Regions from separate parts of the Rattus norvegicus genome. Here region 2 is linked to region 1. A link is a contact called in public Hi-C data. All regions are on one chromosome and are shown on one strand. Each heading gives the region's core, a stretch centred on a gene start, on an enhancer-like site or on the middle of the called end of the contact. The rest is flanking DNA. Distances are from core to core; before and after follow the strand shown.

Region 1 (4,596 bases), core at 1,046-3,545:
AACGAAAAGACTTTAAAAGAAAAAAAAAAACAAAGGGCACATTCTTGAGCACGTCTAATCACAGTAATTTGGCCCCAATGGGAGTCCATCATTCCACTTATACTTCTCGTCCACAGCTCTCCTCTCTAAGACTCCAGAAAAACCTATATACTAACCCGACAAACAAAAATACAAACCAGTACATTCATTTCAGTAAAAACAGTGGGAACAATAACTGGAGATGGGAAAAACTTTACAACTCAAAGTGAAACATATGCAAAGAAGTCAGTGCTGAGGGAAGAATAAATAAATAATAGCGTAGAGAATCCTAGGGAGCTGGGCAATAGGAGAACTCAGTGGAACATGCAAAGGCCTCCAGGACTAAAGATTCCCATAGAATCATACCCAGAGATTCCCCAAGAAATAATTTTAGAATAGACCCGGATATTTGTCCAACCTGGAGACCTATACCATTGTGTCCCACCACTAGGTGGCAGGCTGCAAATCTCCCAGGAAGGGGCTTTCTTCACCTCCAGACACTGCTTCCCTAGCTCTACTTCACCAAAAATGTCAGGATAGTGGAGGTGAGGGGGCAAAAACTTCAGTCCCACCTCTAAAAGAGTTAAGTGGAAGGGCAGTAGAGGAGGGAGAACTGAATATCTGAAACGCTACTCAGTTCTCAGAGAATTGCCTCCTTTGGGAACTTCCAAAACAAGCCTGTTTTAGGATGACAAATGATTTGAAAGTGCCAAGATGAGTTGCTGAAACCTAGACAAGGTGGGTTGCTCTATACATCATGTACTGAGCCACGAGGTGATGGAAGGACTGGATAAACACCAGTTGTTTACTGCTGGCCATAAAGTCTTCCTTCATTCATCAAAGTGGCTCAATGAAAATATTATGAAGTAGGGATGGCATTTTCCTGGGCTACTTGCAGAGAATCCTTCTAAAGGGGAAAAACCTTACTCAGTCCACCCTGAATATTAAATACAGCCTTCTCCCAGGAAAGGAAAATAATAACAACAAAACAACAACAACAAAAACCCTCCCCCTTCTTATAGAATGGCTGCACACCAGAATCCAAATGTTGGCAAATAAGATATTACATAAATTCCAAATTTTCCTGAATATGTATGTTTCCATTCCTGCAACACAAACCGTTTAGGACATCGAAGTTTCTGACACACACCCCCCACACACACACCTTTTCAACTCAAGAATCAAAAGTCAAAATACATGGTACAAGGTATTAATAAGGATCTTACCCATCCATTTCCTAACAGCTAAACGCAGGAAATTGAGATGCGTACAAAACATATCTAAACAGCAGCACACTTGCCTATAACTAAGCCTTATCTAACTCAGGGTGGGAGTTGGGACGGTTAATAACAACAATCCATCCTAAATTTTTAATTATTTTCTCAGTGACTTGTAAAGCCACCCTTTCATTATTCTACACACTGGCTAATTCCCCAACATCTTACTTTGCCTTTAAAAGGCTTCCTTCCACACAACGACGGGATTTCCCTAAGAAATTTTCCCAGAGGATGATGATTTCCACCAATAGTCTTTATCAACTCAAGCAAAGACTGGTTTTTGCTAATTCCAATCCCACAACACACACACACACACACACACACACACACACACAGAGAGAGAGAGAGAGAGAGAGAGAGAGAGAGAGAGAGAGAGAGAGAGAGAGAGAGTGAGTTTTCACACTCTTAAAACCATCCCGGGCCAACTCTAAAGGCTGTTTTATTGGCTCGTTTTTTATCCTCTCCTAAAAGAATGCTTTTCCAACTGCCCTTTCAACAGCTGCAGAGACCGCACGATTTCTAAGGTTCAGCTGGAAACTAGAGGATATTTTAGCATCTTAACTCGTCCCTGCAACTGTCTTTGCCCCAATCCTAATCTTCTGAGCCCAAAAGCAAGAGCCCCTCAATATTTGCCGACAGACCTCCAAGCTGTACCCCTCGCACCAACTCACTGCGAGCATCCTGCACGCCCGCTTGTCACCCGACACCCGCACCCCGGCCCGCGGCGAATGCTCTGTGCAAGCACCGGACCACCCGAGCTTACCTTCCCGGGCTTTCAGCAAGACCGTGTTGGCCACGATGTTTTCCAGCTCCATTGACAGTCGGCAGTCAGTGAGGGAGCCGGCCGGCGGGGCTGTCAGCGTCTGGGGTGATGCCGCTGCCGCTGCTCGAGCTGCCGCCGCTGCTGCCAAACCCCAGAGCAAGCAGCCTGCCTCGCTACCGCATTATTCTTTCTACGAGCCCGCGGAGTTTCCCCCTCTGCACCGAAGAGCCGCCGCCGCCGCTTCTTCCTCCCTCTGTGTCCCCCCTCCCCCCTCCCTCAACACTTTCCCCCCCACCCCCCACCCTCCGCGCGTCTCTGTCACTCCATTCTCCTCCCCTCCGGCTCCCTCGGATGCTTTAATGCTTCGGATGCTTCAGCCTCCCCTCGTTCCCCTCCCGGGGGTGTGGTACTCTAGGCTCGAGCCCTGGCACCGCGCAAGCGCCTGCCCGAAAGCACCACCCACCGCGCGCTCTGGACACCGGGAATGAAGGGAATTGTAGTCCGGCGTCTGACGGGGCGGGGGCTGTAGTGCACCGGGACTGTGGTGCAGGACTGCTGCCGGTATGGCGCTGAGCCCAGGCGGCTCAGTCTCGCCGGCAGGCAGTCTCAGTCAAGAACGCCTCGAACGCCTCAGCCAAGGCGGAACCCCGACTCCCGGAGCGTAGAGTCCCTTTCCTGTCCCGCCAAGATCCGAGAAAGCGGAAAGCACAAGCCAAGGCAGGACGCTGCTGTGGGAAGCCCAGGTGTAGAGGCTGAGACCCGAGCGAAGGCGCGCCCCTGGGGTTCCGCGCTGCCCGCCGTCTGCTGCTCACACGCGCCAGGTCGCTGACAAAGGTGCACTTTGTTTCCGGGCAGCAAGGGGTTCGCCAGCCCGGGGCGACCTGGCGGTGGATGGTCTCTAGGCACGTAGCGTGAGCGCCGCCTGGCGACGGCGCGTCTACGCGAACCAGAATGCGGGCACCTAGGACTCCCGGGATCCCCACGCTCAGAGCAGCTTCGCTTCGCAAGCCGGGGGCCCAAAACCCTACGATTTTCATTATAACCAAACATATTGTAGTCAAGTTACTAAAAACACATAAGAAACCGAATCTGCTGTGGGAATGTTAATGAGTAACAAGCCAGGCCAGCGTGAAAAGGCATTCAAATTGCAGGCTTGTTTATCTTGGAAGCACTTGGCTCCTTACACTTTCAGAACCTCGGACTCCAGATCTAGTCCCAGCTCCTATTCCCCCAAAATTCTAATCCTGAGAAATTGGCTCTCCGGTCAACTGGGGTCTTTCGAGGAGAGTCCTAAGGGCTGGGGGCGGGGCTGCCAAGCCCCAGGGAACAATGAGGCCTTTGCCTTCTCTGGGCCTTTCGGGCGGATATCCGTTTTAAAACTAGGTCTGAAGCTTCTGTGTCCAAAAGAAGGAAAAGCCGGCTGTCCCCAGAGCTGCCAGGAAGTAGGGAGGGGCCGAGAGAAATGGAGAACAGTCATTAAGCATTGGCGCTAATGGCATTTTCAGAGTGTAGTCACCAGACTAGTGCTGGTTAATGGTAGTCTTCTTTCCTAGTGGATATATCTGCCACCACCACTTGCCTAGGGTCTGGATTTGGATCAGGGGACCTCATTTGTCTGCAAGCAAAGTTAAGTTTGCTTGTCAGAAGACAGAGAATTGAGCAAACAACTTGAGCACATGACACCACAGGAATTACTGTTCTAAGCAACCCAAACTTAGACTTAAACTACAGACTTAGACTACAAACTGTCGTGCCCAGAACCCTAACTTGTGATGAAGGGCTCTTTCAAAACAAAGAGATTCCTAGGAGTGGGCAGCACCATAATGCAGGAGCCTAGACCTAACTTAGTCCAATGTTTGTTTATTGACTTTTTTTCACTGTTTTTTGTTGTTGTAGTTTTTGGTTTTGGTTTTTTGGGGTTGGGGGGGCGGTTTGGTTTTTTGGTTTTGGTTTCGGTTTTTTTCTTTTGTTTTGTTTTTTGGTGCAGGGTTTCATAGAACCCAGGCTGGCCTGATCCTGCTGTCTGGGTCCTCTGTAAGAGCAGTATATATGGGGTTGGAGAGATGGCTCAGAGGTTAAGAGCACTGGCTGCTCTTCCAGAGGACCTGAGTTCAATTCCCAGCAACCACATGGTGGCTCACAACCATCTGTAATGGGATCTAGTGCCCTCTTCTGGTGTGTCTGAAGACAGTGACAGTGTACTTATAAATAAAATCTTTTAAAAAAACAAAAAAGAGCAGTACGTGCTGTTAAACACTAAGCCATAATATTTTATCTCCATAACATTTTTGTTTTGTTTCCTTTTTTGAGACAAGGTTTCCTTGTATAGCCCTGGCTGTCCTGGAACTAGCTCTGTAGACCAAATTGGCCTCAAACTCAAAGAGATCTGCCTGTCTCTGCCTCCCAAGTGCTGGGATTAAAGGCGTGTGCCACCACTGCTGGGCTCCATAACATTTTTTAAGGACTAAATTTGAATGCTTTCACATAGTTACCTAGTCACAAACTTCCTGGGTTTGCCAATCCTAAAGATTTTTAACA
Region 2 (4,596 bases), core at 929-3,428, 47 kb before region 1:
AAATCTGTCTGTAAAATCAAGTCCACTGTGAATAAAAATGAGGACATGGCCACTCCCGGGTATGGTGGAGGAAAAGGTTTTCACTATAGACATGTAAAAGAGAACAGTCCGGGGCATCTAGAAGACTCAGACTGAACCATGAGGAGAGGTGGATGAGTGAGAGAGGAAGAGAAAAAAAAAAAAGAGGGAGACAAAAGACCAAGAAGCCAGAGAACCAAGAAAGCGTATGACCAAAATGGCTAGATTATATAGGAATCAAAAGGTGAGGGAAGTAAGCAGCTCAGGAGCTGGAGAGATTTAGGGTAGGGGGCAGAGGTGAGGAGTGTTGAAAGGAAACAAGACTGTCATATGTATTTTCTGAGCCAGTCATTTATCCCTAGTTTCTTTGGGACACAAGGCCACAATTCCTCCTGGGCCCACATTCTATGAAGCAGCACCTCAGGTTTGTTTAGTTCTGTTTGGTTTTGGTTTTGTTGGTTTGTTTTGCGGACAGGGACTCTTGTAGCCACATAGGCCTCTGGTGATTTGAATGGAAATAGCCACCATATGCTCATAGGAAGTTGCACTATTGGGAGGTGTGGCCTTACTGGAGGAAGTACACATCACTGGGAGTGAGGGGCTTTAGGGTTTCAGAAGCCCAAGTTAGGCCTAGTGTTCCTGCTTCTCCCTTCCTGCTTGCTGCCCGCCGATCTGGATGTAGAACTCTCAGCTACTTCCAGCACCAAGTCTGCCTGAATACCTCCAAGCTTGCTACCATGATGCTTTCGTTTATAAGGTTTGCTGTAGTCATGGTATCCCTTCACAGCAATAAAACTCAAACTAAAACAGCCTCAAACTCACCCTATAGCTGGACCTTGAACTTCTAATCCTCCTGCCTACACCTCCCAGGTACTAATATTATAGGTGAGTACCACCATGATACTTCAGGTTTAGGACCTGGCTGGGTAGTGGGTTGAGAAGTATGCGGGGCTGAGCAGGTCACTGCTTTCAAACACTATTAAAGGTCATATAATCTGACCCCGTCATTTCATGAAAAACATTGCAGACAGTAGTCACTCGGTCTATTTGCTGTAGAACCAAATCTAAACCAGCTCCTGTAAGTAAAGCTGCTGGACTCAGCACAGGAATCACTCTCACCTGACCATGAGAAAAAGCCTAAGGCACAGCCTGTCCCACAACTATAACTCCAGCCACTAGCCTGATACATTACATCTATGCCTCATAGCATCTCCCCAGCCCACAGCACTTTCATCATATCATCCCCCCACATCTACAGCCTGTGGGAGAATAGCTGTTCCCCCATCAAGCGAGCTCTATTCAGACTCCACCTTCCCTGACTCCTACCCCAGCTGCAAGGCCAGAACTCTAGTGCACTGCCCTGGCCAACTCTCCTGATTTACTCTTTAACTTCCTCACCCTGAAAAACATGCAAGTCATGAAAGGGAAGGAAAAGCTCACTGGAGAGCAGCTGAGCATTGAAAGGGCACTCCTTCAAAAAAACAACCACCATTGTTTTTAACAAAGGGGGCTGGGGGGGGGGGGCAGGGGGACAGGCAGTTTGTGAATCAGGCCTTGTGTAATCCCAGTACTTGGGAGATGAAGACAAGAGGATCAGGAACCCAAAGTCATCCTTTGCAGTATACAAGGGCCAGCCTGAGTTACATGAGACCATGCCTTAATCTACACCCCCGGGCCCCTCAAAAAGAAATTAGACTGTTTGGAGCCACACAACATCCTCAAATAAACTTCCCTAAAACAATCAGAATTGTCCTCTCTCTAGGTGGTCTGAATCTCACTGAGGGGCAAGAAATACTCAAAGGACCTCAAAATTGTATCTGCTAGAGATACAACTGTCTGATGGACCAGGGGTCCCACATTTGCAACTCAGCAGAACCAGCACTCCAACAGTGATGTTGGTCACCTCTCAGCTGCCTGACAAAGCTCCACAGTCAGGGAGTTTAAAGAACAGGAAGTTGTGGCTCACAACCCCAGAGGATGCAATCCAAGGTCAACGGTTAAGGACACACAGCAGCTGGCCATCTTTTCCATGATGGGGAAAGTTGGGTGGGAGGGAAAGAGGCCAATATTTCAGAGAAGCAGAGCCAGGAGCTCTCAGGAGAGGGAAGGGAAACTAGAGACAACCAATGACTCCACTAGCCCCACCCACAACTAAGCAGCAGCCAAATTCCCTAGAGTTGTTTGTTTACTGAAGCCAGCTGGAGTTGAGTTCCTGTCACTTCTACCCTACCTAATGGCAGTCGTCTTGCTGGACTTGAGGAAAATCAGGCTGTGAATTGACACAGAAACGAGACACAGGTGCTCATGGCGAGTACAGGAGGCAGCATGAAAGCAACTCATTGTGACAGCATTACCGAGGCTCTGCAGGCCTGTCAATTGTAGAGTAACGCTATGAGCCTCTCTCCACGATTTACCTCCCTCCCACCATCTGTCTTCCCTTTCACAATGCCCATGAAGTTAAAGGAAAAGGCCCACAGTAATTCACCCAGTTGATTAAAAATTTGGGGACAATTAGGAAGAAAAGAGCCTGATCCAAGAGATTTAGGATCCTCCTTGACTAGGGGCAATTAAACCTTTAAGTTAGAAAAGCTGACATAGGCCTGATAGCACATTGCCTGTTACGGTGGAAGATCTAGTGTTCAAGAGTGAAACTGCCTCAAAAAATAAAAATTTTTTTTGAAGAACTATAAATCTTTCTTTCCCTAGCTCGTAAGTCTATAAGAATTCAGTTCCTTGGTGCCATATTCCAAATACCTGTGATTATAGCTACCTGGTGGTTGCTTCTATAACAATCGGGGTAGGCACAGAATATTTTTCATCATCTTTAAAGATTCTATTTACACATCACTGTCCTTAGCTCTATGACATACTCCCTAGTCCAGCCAATGGTTTATTATGGCTACAGGTGGCATCAACTAAGGGCTCTGCCAAGAGCAAGGATCTATTGATTTCAGCCGTGAGGAAAGTCGTGGGAAACAGTCAACTGGGCAGCAAGCGGGAGCATGGGATGAGACACATAATAAGCAGAGATGATGTGAAAGTACCACCAGTAAGACAGAGCCACAGTAAAAGAGGAAACCTAGAGAGCAGCAGGTAAAGGGAGCCATCTGGTACCTGGGGAAAGGGCCTATCCTGCCACACCTGAGTCAGACTAGCAAACACCCTTCAACCGTGACTAGTTGACACAGGTGTGCCAGGGAATGAATGACGCCCCCACAGCAGCCTTAGCTAACACTGGGGACTGGTTTCCACAGACCCAAATGCATAGGCCCTAGGTTGGGAGAAGAGTTTGAGGTAACTTCTCATAAAGTGACAGTTACCCAAAAGGTTAGCGACTCTGATTATACCCCCTTTATTAGCATCCTTTCTTCTGTCACTTTCCAGTGCCCTACTGTACTTCCTGGGATTGTGCCCCCAAATACAGTTCTTACATGCAAATTATTGTCTCTGAGTCTCCATTTAGGAAACCCAAACTGAAACAGGTATGGTAGGCAGAATGCATCTGTGTACTTGCAACTAAATAACCAAATACAAGTTGGTTCTGCTCAGTGTTAAGAACAGGAAGATAATAAAAGATATATTTCACATATCGTTGATGGGCATACAGCCTGCACCACTCCAAAAGAAACAGCTTGAAAAGTTCCTTCCAAAGTTAAACATCCACCTACTAACCGACCAAGCATCCTACTCCTAGGTATTTACCCAGTTGAAATGTTTGCAATGTTTATAACAGTTTTATTCAAAACACCAAAAAGTTGGAAACAATCCAAATGTCTTTCAACTGGAAAAGAGATTTTAAAAAACAAATGAACAGTAAATTAGCACTCAGAATCCAAAAGGAGCCAGCACAAGAACATGGCCCACCCTCAAATGCTGTACTGGGTGACAGGAAGCAGATAAGACATGGTCAACAAGAGAAAAGCCATGTCTGGTACTAGAAACCTAGCTCCCTACTCTATGCTAATGAAATGTCGTTATTTTACAACATCTCATTATTAAACTAGCATAATCCCTATCGACAATCTATAAACGTTTGTCCTTATAGCCACAGATAACTGTAGTCTTCACCTCTCTTCAAAGAAACTATTAGTAACAGAGATCATTACAGAAAACCACGACCAATCAAAACACCGAGTTGTGAAGTCCTATCCCAGTGCATACATCTACCAAACGTTCCTACACCAGCGGCCCAGGGAACATTGCAGAGGGGTGGTAGAGAGATTGCCGAGAGACAGAGGATGAGGGGGCTTGCTGTTAGACTGTGTCTTCTAGTAACAGAAGCTACACCCAGAAAGTCTCATCAACGACTTCCTAAACATAAGCTGAACAAGAATGACACCAAAGCACATGCCAAACTGGACATAGGAAAGCCTGTAGGTCCTTAACCCTACATAAAGAACTTTAGACAACCAAGGAAAGCTGGGCACAAGAGAAGTGGTCTTTCCCAGAGAACAGTACCGCAACTGGTTATTCAGTGCCAAATGATCAACCCTGAAAACATACATACAAGTAAATAATACATAATACAGACTGAACAGGCTATGTTAGGAATATATGAGCGTATGCATAAGTGCATGC

Evidence for each region. A called contact is a pair of places that touch in the nucleus more often than the background predicts.
Region 2: a contact with region 1 is called in a Hi-C map of liver, with 1.6 times the contacts expected there. The contact joins the enhancer-like site here to the promoter of Grk5 in region 1. A contact is called at or near these places in 3 of 12 Hi-C or Micro-C datasets (kidney and liver).

Annotation. Positions count from the first base shown.
Region 1 is chr1:270,012,035-270,016,630 of GRCr8, reverse strand. Grk5 (G protein-coupled receptor kinase 5) reads right to left here and starts at 2,295. Exons shown (of 16, transcript NM_030829.2): 1 at 2,059-2,295. The coding sequence starts at 2,110.
Region 2 is chr1:270,059,028-270,063,623 of GRCr8, reverse strand. All of the region lies in intron 1 of Grk5 (G protein-coupled receptor kinase 5), which reads right to left. Among named protein-coding and RNA genes, the nearest start is that of Grk5, 47 kb to the right of the region's middle. Within about 2 kb of position 2,178, at least 37 of the 93 cell types and tissues checked have an H3K27ac peak or open chromatin away from gene starts, as enhancers often do. A contact at or near this core is called in liver, where this site is marked.